Linked DNA regions of Sus scrofa: region 2 is linked to region 1. A link is a contact called in public Hi-C data. All regions are on one chromosome and are shown on one strand. Each heading gives the region's core, a stretch centred on a gene start, on an enhancer-like site or on the middle of the called end of the contact. The rest is flanking DNA. Distances are from core to core; before and after follow the strand shown. Region 1 has its middle 140 kb from the start of LRRK1. Region 2 has its middle 84 kb from the start of CHSY1.

Region 1 (3,982 bases), core at 270-2,769:
AAGCCCCCAGCAGCTGCCTACCATGGTTGGCTGGTTATTTCTCTGCTGTGGGAGAGGCAGGGCCCAGCCATGGTTCTTATTCAAGGGCGCCACCCTCTCCTTCTGGGCTCTAAGGATGCCTGGGGAGGCACTGCTTTCTGAGAGGGACCCCTGCACTCTGACCTCCACATTCTCCCTGCTCAGGGTCCACCCACCAACCTTCCCTTAACATGTAGGTCCTCTGGGGCAGCTGCTGACCTTGAGGGGCAGGAGCGGGTAGGGAGGGGGCCATCCAATCATGATTTTTATACACCCCCTGCCCTGCTTCAAGCAGTTGGGATTCCTCTTTAGGGTCCTGTTGCCCAGGGAATTGGGCCCCTCAGCTCTAGTCCCTGTGTTGGGGACAGCTGTGTGCAGGAGCTAAAGAGGGACAAGGCTGTGCCTCTTGGCCAGGTCTCCACACTGGCGTGAGCGGAGGTAAACAGGAGGACAGACAGGCTGCCCCACCAGGGTCCGACACTACCCCCAGCCCCGATGGTACCACCATGAGGGAAAGTGTGCCAGCTCTTTGCATGTGTGTTTGTGTGTGTGAGAGAGAGAGAGGGAGAGAAAGACAGGAGTCTGCAGCCCTGCTCTGTGGATGTCACCTAAGAAGCATCAATAGGAAAGGACCGGAGGCCTGGGCCAGGACCTGGCTCAGGCACTTCCCCTAACCCACCCTTGAGAGGTGTTGCCCCCAAGGGCCTTTCATGCTCACGCCTTCCTCTCCATAGCAGAGAGGCAGCCCATGAACACATCCTTACCACCTGCTGTTGCAGGCCTGTGTGGGCACCTCCTGGACACACACACACACACACATGCATGCACACACGCACGCATGCACGCACACACACACACGCACTCCCTGCTGGGACATAGAGACCTATACTTTAATTTACCCTTGTTGTGTGCCTGGAGCTTGAGAAGACTGCCCTAGGCCTTTAGGGCGATTGGCAGAGGGAGGGTTTGAACCGGGATCTCCCTCTGTCTCCAGAGCCCGCCCCCACCACCACACGGGGGACCAGTGACTCCCTTAGTCCTCAGCAACCCTGAAAGGGAGGTTTGGGGTGGAAGCCCTGGGCATTGGCTTTTGGGGTTTAGCGAGGTCGACCATAGGGCCACGCAGAGATTCCCGTCCCTGGCCCTCAGGGTGTGGCCTTGGTTTCCTGAGGATGTCTCCAGCTTACAGGTTGGGCTCAGGGGCCTACTGAGGCCATGGGACCTTTGCTAATGTTTGAGAGGTGGGCTGGATGGAGGGGCTGGAGGTCCCTGGATAGGGGCTGCGGGGGCCAGCCTGCTAGAACAAGGTGGACGGAGGGCAGCCCGGTTGGCTCTCTGACTCAGGCCCCCATGTGTGCTCGCCACATGGCGCTAGTTCAGGGCTTTCTCAGTTCTGATCCCTGAAAATGAAAGTGAAGGAAAAGGAAACTGTTAGTATTAAAGGACAGGAGTTTGGGGGATGGGCGGACTTGCTGGAAGGAGTCCAGCTCCTGGCTGTTGAGATGGCAAAGACCCCACCCAGCAGGCCTCCGGGGAAGGATGGCTCCCTCACTGTTTCGCTGGCTTCACTCCAGCACATCCTGGCCTCCTCAGACTCCGCTGAAGGCCACAAAATGCCTAGATCAAATTTAGGCCCTTGTTATAAATAAAATCCAGATAAAAGTTAATTTATTTTCACTTCTCCAGCTGCACTTGGTTTGAGGCGTCAGTGACTCTTCCCAGCTATTGCGGAGGTGGAGGTGTTGTCTGATTCCTCCTGATACATCTGCCTCTTCTGTTGAAGCTTCCGCCTCCCCTCCCCCCTTCTCCCTGCCCTGCTCCCCCAGAATTCCCCCTGCTCTCCCAGACTTGAAGATGGAGGGTGTGTTCTAGTTCGGGTGGGAGGATGTAACCTCATTCTGTGCAACACAGAGGAAGTGAGAAGCTGGCTCCTCGTCCATGTGTCTGGGCAGTGGACGCCAGGCCAGTCTGCAGAATTGTTTAGGATGCTCCTGAGGGACCTGTGTGTGCATGGAGGCCACAGGCAAGACAAGCAAGCTCTGGAGATTTGAAACACGCCCTGTCCCATCCCACCCACGTAATTTTTCTTCCCAGCTTTTTTGAAGTGTGATTGACAACAAAAGTTGTACACGTTAGGACATTAGGGATACAACATGATATTTAGATACACAACATGTATGCTGTGAAACAGTTACCACAGCCAGGGTCACCAACATGGCCCCTGTCTCACACAGTTACCACATTTTTTGGGTGTGGTTAAGACCACCTAAGATCTCTCTTAGCCAAGTTCAAGTACACAGTGCATTCCAATCAACTGTCATCATCATGCCGTATATTAGATCTCCAGCACTTATTCATCTTATGACTGGAAATGTGTAACCTTTGATCAACATCTCCCCATTCCCCTACCCCACCCCCAGCACCTGCTGACTACCATTCTGTTCTCTGTGGCTATGAGTTTGACTGTTTTATATTTCGTAAATAAGTGAGATCATGCAGTATTTGTCTTTTTGCCACGGGCTTGTTTTGTTTAGCATAATGTCCTCATGTTGCAGCCCCCAGTGCTGCAAATACAGCATTTTCTTCTTTTTTTAAAAAACTAAGTAATGTTCCATTGTAATATATATATATATACCACATTTTTCTCATCCATTCATCTGTTGATAGACACTTAGGTTGTTTCCATATCTGGGCTACTAGGAATAATGTTGCAGTGAACATAGGGGCAGACATCTCTTCGAGATATCAATTTTATTTTCTTTGAATGTATACTCAGAAGTGGAATTGCTGGATCATATGGTAGTTCCATTTAAAAATTTTTTTCTTGTCTTTTGTCTTTTTAGGGCCACATCCATGGCATATGGAGGTTCCCAGGCTAGAGGCTGAATCTGAACTACAGCTGCTGGCCTACGCCAGAGCCACAGCAACACGGGATCTGAGCCACGTCTGTGACCTACACCACAGCTCACAGCATCACTGGATCCTTAACCCACTGAGCAAGGCCAGGGATCAGACTCTCATCCTCATGGATACTAGTCAGATTCATTAATCACTGAGCCATGACAGGAACTCTTATTTTAAAAATTTTTGAGGAAATTCCATACTGTTTTCCCTAGTAGCTGTACAGTTTACATTCCTACCAACAGTATATAAGTTTTTTTTTTTTTTCTCCTCATTCATGCCAACCTTTGCTGTCTTTTGTCTTTTTATAATAGCCATCATAGGAGGTATGAGGCAATATCTCATTGTGGCTTTGATTTGCATTTCCTAATGATTAATGATGTTAAGCATCTTTTCATATACCTCATGGCTATTTGTATTATCTGTAGTAGTGGTATTTGTTTACTTTTGCTTTTGTTGCCTGGGCTTTTGGTGTCAAATACAAAAATTCATTGCCAAGACCAATGTCAAAGAATTTTCCCTTATATTTTCTTCTAGGAGTTTTACAATTTCAGATCTTATGTTTTGAGTTGATTTTTGTGTATGGTATAAGACAAGGGACCAATTTTATGCTTTTACATACGAATATTCAATTTTCCCAACAGTATTTATTAAAGAGACAATCCTTTCCCCAGTGTGTATTTTTGGTGACTTTGTCAAAAATTATCTGACCATATATGAGTGGGTTTATTTGTGGGCTTTCAACTCTGTCCCATTTTTTTAATCTGTCTGTTTTTATGCTGGAATCATACTGTTTTGATTTCCATGTCTCTATAATATAGTTTGATATCAGGAAGTATGATGCCTCCAGCTTTGATTTTCTTACTTGAATTGTTATAGCTATTTGGGTTATCCTTGTGATTCCATACAAAATTAAGACTATTTTTTCTCTTTCCATGGAAAATGCAGTTGGGACTTGGATAGGAGTTGCACTGAATCCATAGATTGCTTTGGGTACTATGGACATTTTTAACAATATTAATTCTTCCAATCCATGAATATTGGATATCTTTCCATTTATGCA
Region 2 (4,145 bases), core at 1,108-3,607, 83 kb before region 1:
GACCAGTTTGGGTTATGATTCACCAGCCTTCTTTAAAATTAGATTTGGGGGAGTTCTCATTGTGGTGCAGCAGATCCGAACCTGACTAGTATCCATGAGAATGCAAGTTCGATCCCAGGCCTCACTGAGTGAGTTGGGGCTCCGGTGTTTTCCGTGAGCTGTGGTGTAGGTCGCAGACACGGTTCAGATCCCACATTGCTGCGGCTGTGGCATAGGCCAGCAGCTACAGTTCTGATTCGATCCCTAGCCTGGGAACTTCCATGTGCTGTGGGTGCGGCCCTGGAGAAAAAAAAAATTAGATTTGGGGATGGGCCTTTCCTTTTCCCAAAAGGATGTTGCTTCCAGTAAAAGCTCACCAGGCCCAGTTTCTCTGAGGTGGATTGTCAGCACAGTTCCTGGTAGGCCATATCCAGGGGTGGCTGTGACACTTATGTTGGCCGCATAGCTGGCTAGGAAGTGCCATCCAGTCCCACCATCCTGCAGGTGTCATGGGGCGGGCATGGCCGCTGTGCCTGCCCAGGGCCTGGCTAGGGTGTCAGTGTCCACTTCACCCCCTGGGGAACCCTCTATTAGCCCAGGCCCTGCAGAGCCAGGCCACCATCGTCGCCTCCCGGCTGGGGGCCTCACCTGCCCTTTCCCTCAGAGTTGTTGCTGCAGTTGCTTTGGGAGGCGAGTTCATCAGAGAATCACCCTGCTTCACTAAAGCCTTGCCCCTCTCACCCTCAGAAGTGAACGGTCAATGCACTTCCGAGGCCCTCACTCCTTTCTTTGGCCCCCACAGTGGTCAGTCTCGAGTTAGAAGGCAAATATGCACAAACCACAAAATTGGGGAGAAAATGTGACACATGTGGACTCTCATAGGTTTGATACTAAAATGCTGCAGATTGCCCACAAGGGTGTAGCGCTGCCAACACTGAAGACAGAGGCCACACAAATGGAATCCACTTGCTGATCGTGACACTGAAAACACAAGAAACCACCATGTTGGGTCCTGAATGGTGAACAGGGATCTGATCCTGATGGTCTGGGAGTGCTGCTGAGGGCTGCCCAGCGGCCTCTTGTAGGCACCTGGGCAGACTGGAGAGCCTCTGCCTCTCAGCACAGCAGCCCAGTGGGGGTGGCTGCTGGCAGCGGCTCCAGGAAAGGTCACTGTGCTGGGCACCCTGAAGCCAGGGTGGGGGCCGGGCACGGAGTCTGAGATGGTGACCCATCTCACTGAGAGCTATTTCCTTATAACCCATTTGATACTCCAACCTGTGCAGATAGAAACCCATGAGAGTTCAGGTGAAGGACAGCGACAGAAAATATAAAGAACTGGGTGAATTTCGAGTGCTGGGTTTGTCACTGCAGAGGGGCAAGGAGCCTCAGTTCCAGCAGACAGGTTTGTGTCAGTGGTGAGCTGGTGAGTACTGGCCATGACAATGGCTGGGGCACAGCCATTCTCAGTTCTACATTCAGTGACATCTTGCTGGTGGCCTCAAATTGGCTGATGTGGCAAGAATATTTACACCCCAGGAAACGGTAAACACTTCCAATTAGACTTTATTTATTTATCTATTTAAATTTTTTTACAACCGCACCCACAGCATATGAAATTCCTTGGCTAGGGGTTGAATCAGCACTGGGGCCGCAGGCCTACACCACAGCCAAAGCAACACCGGACCCTTAACCCACTGAGCGAGGGAGGCCAGAAATTGAACCCACATAAGGACTGTCATGGACACTATGTCAGGTCCTTAACCAGCTGAGCCACAATGGGAAATCCCAAATCAGGCTTTATTTATTTAACTATTTTTGGAGTTGGATTTACCAGCACAGCTCTGGTTTGCACTGATTTGGGTCAAGGCCATAGGCGATGGGTCAGCCCCAGCCAGTCTGTCTGCTGCTATGTGACCTCAGCTTCCTCCTCTGAAATGGGCACAGTTGCGATTACTTCCTAAGACAGATGAGAGAGTTCCCAGGACCTGGTGCCCCTCCATCACTGTTTCAGTTAATGTGTCACCCCCACCCCACCTCCCCACCCAGAAATCTCAGTTACTCAGACTCCTTCCAGACCCGTATCCGGTGACTCATCAGCTCCTTCCTGTCTGTGGTCCGACACTGTCACCGGGATGGCCCTTCCTCCCAGCCCGGCAGCTCCCCACCAAGCTGATATGAAGGGCACAGCCTGCCCTCTTCCTGCTCCTCCAGGCCAGCCTTGTCTCGCACTCTTCTTCCTAAAGAAACACACGTTATCTGGATTCTTCCGCTGAGACAGAACACCTTTATCAACGTTCAAGCCTGGCTGCCCTAAGGCTCCTCTTGGCCCCGCCTCCATCTGCCTTTCCAATGCTGAGCTCTAACCCCTGCCCCCAGCACAACACCTCCCCACCAAGACAGACAGGAAATTCCTCTTAAAACTCCGAGCTTTGCCCATGGAGCCTCCTGGCTCTGGAATGCCCATCCCCCCTTTCCTTGGGCAAACGTGGAGATTTTGTGGCCATATACCACTCAGTCCAGCCTTCCCAGGCTCTCAGGTGGAGTTTTGTCCAGCCTCCTCACCCTATCCAGGCCCCTTTCCTCTCATCCTTGTAGGTTCCAGCTCCTCGCTGGGGGCTTCTATACGCCATCGGCTTGGTTCCTGGCGGACAGAGCAGACCGGCCGACACCAAGGCTCACTCATCTTTGGGACCCACCAGGGGCCTTGGCAGTTCATGGTGTGCAGCCAACGTCAGTTTCTCTTTACTTCTATTCTAGGCTCTTGGTGGGGTTGTTTGCCAAGGGGAAATAATCACCAAGATAAAATATTTCTATACAGACAGCCTGGGGCATCCAGTTTTTAGGTGAAAACAAATAGTTTTTGGTGTGAGAACAAGACTCTTACTTCAGAGATGTGGAATGTGTTTCCTCTTGAATCATTAAAGTAACATTTATGGAACATTTGTGGAACAGTTACTAAGTGCCAGGCACTTTATTTAAATTACTTCATTTCCTTAATCCCTCAGTTTACAGGGGAGAAATGGAAGCACAGAGAGCTGAGGCAACATGGCCAAGGTTGCGGAGCTAATAAATGGCGAAATCAAATTTCAAACCAGATCAGCCTTTTTCCAAAATTCATGTCTGGGAGAGGTGGGATTAGGCAGGAATCAGTGTATCTACTTGTCAGGGAGATTTAAATCACTCAATCTAAAGCATTCACTGATTACCAGGAAATGGGAGCTTACTGAAGAGAATGTCTTCAGAGCCATAGGAGAATAGCAGAACTCATAAATACTTTATCTTTCCAATTTTTCTCTGCCTTCTTAAAAGGCTAAATTATTTTTAATTTTTTAAAATTATTTTTAAGATTCCAAAACATGCGATACGATATAGACACAGTAAAAACATTTTTTCCCCAAAATACACAGTATTGAGAAGAGTTTTAGTTCCAGTAACAGTAGAGTATCTTGTATCAGACTAACCCTCCCATAGATAGCAACAATAAACTATGGAAAAAGTAGCCAAAAAACCACCAAAAAACCCCCAACCAACCAAACAAAAAAAAAAAACTATTTGAAGTACTAGAGACTGACCAAGATCAGGCAGATGCTGGAGGAAATTCGACCCTTGAAAAAGAGAACTGCTTATTGTTACAATCATTTATAGTATATTTCCTGGAGGGCACTCTTCAGGCCACAGAGCACTGGGGAATTAGGACTGGGAAAGTTCCATTGTGATTGGCTTGAGGCATCAGAGAATGGAGTTTGGAGCTGAGAGACCAGCTGGAAGTGAAAGATTGAAATCCTAGGAGGCAGGGAGACATGGAGGGGGGACCCTCAAATCTGCACATCACTTTCTTCCCACTTCAGTTACTCCTGAACTGTCCTTGCTGAGGGGAAACTCCAAGGAACACAGTGGAAAGAAAGAGCTATAAAAGCTAATCAGAAATTTCAGCTGCTTCTCATGTCAGGGAAGGCTGAGTTCAGAGTTTAGAATTTCACCAATCAGAAGAGCGTCACAGATACCTTGGCATGTCTGAAACTCCAAATGGGCCATGTACTGGGAGCAAGGACTATATCTCAGATTTATCATAAAATCAAAACAGACTTCCCCTGAGAAGTGAGAAAAACAAGTCTCCACAAAGTCACAATGATCAGCCAGGAATTTAACAGTCAGGAATTTCACAA

Evidence for each region. Hi-C and Micro-C count contacts between places; a contact is called where the count stands out from the background.
Region 2: a contact with region 1 is called in a Hi-C map of alveolar macrophages, with 1.6 times the contacts expected there. The contact joins two enhancer-like sites. A contact is called at or near these places in 4 of 47 Hi-C or Micro-C datasets (alveolar macrophages, blood and liver) and 1 of 2 datasets of contacts at active chromatin or transcription factors (alveolar macrophages).

The regions. Positions count from the first base shown.
Region 1 is chr1:139,634,773-139,638,754 of Sscrofa11.1, reverse strand. No RefSeq gene overlaps it. Among named protein-coding and RNA genes, the nearest start is that of LRRK1, 140 kb to the right of the region's middle. Within about 2 kb of position 1,519, at least 27 of the 83 cell types and tissues checked have an H3K27ac peak or open chromatin away from gene starts, as enhancers often do. A contact at or near this core is called in alveolar macrophages and liver, where this site is marked.
Region 2 is chr1:139,718,398-139,722,542 of Sscrofa11.1, reverse strand. No RefSeq gene overlaps it. Among named protein-coding and RNA genes, the nearest start is that of CHSY1, 84 kb to the left of the region's middle. Within about 2 kb of position 2,357, at least 33 of the 83 cell types and tissues checked have an H3K27ac peak or open chromatin away from gene starts, as enhancers often do. A contact at or near this core is called in alveolar macrophages and liver, where this site is marked.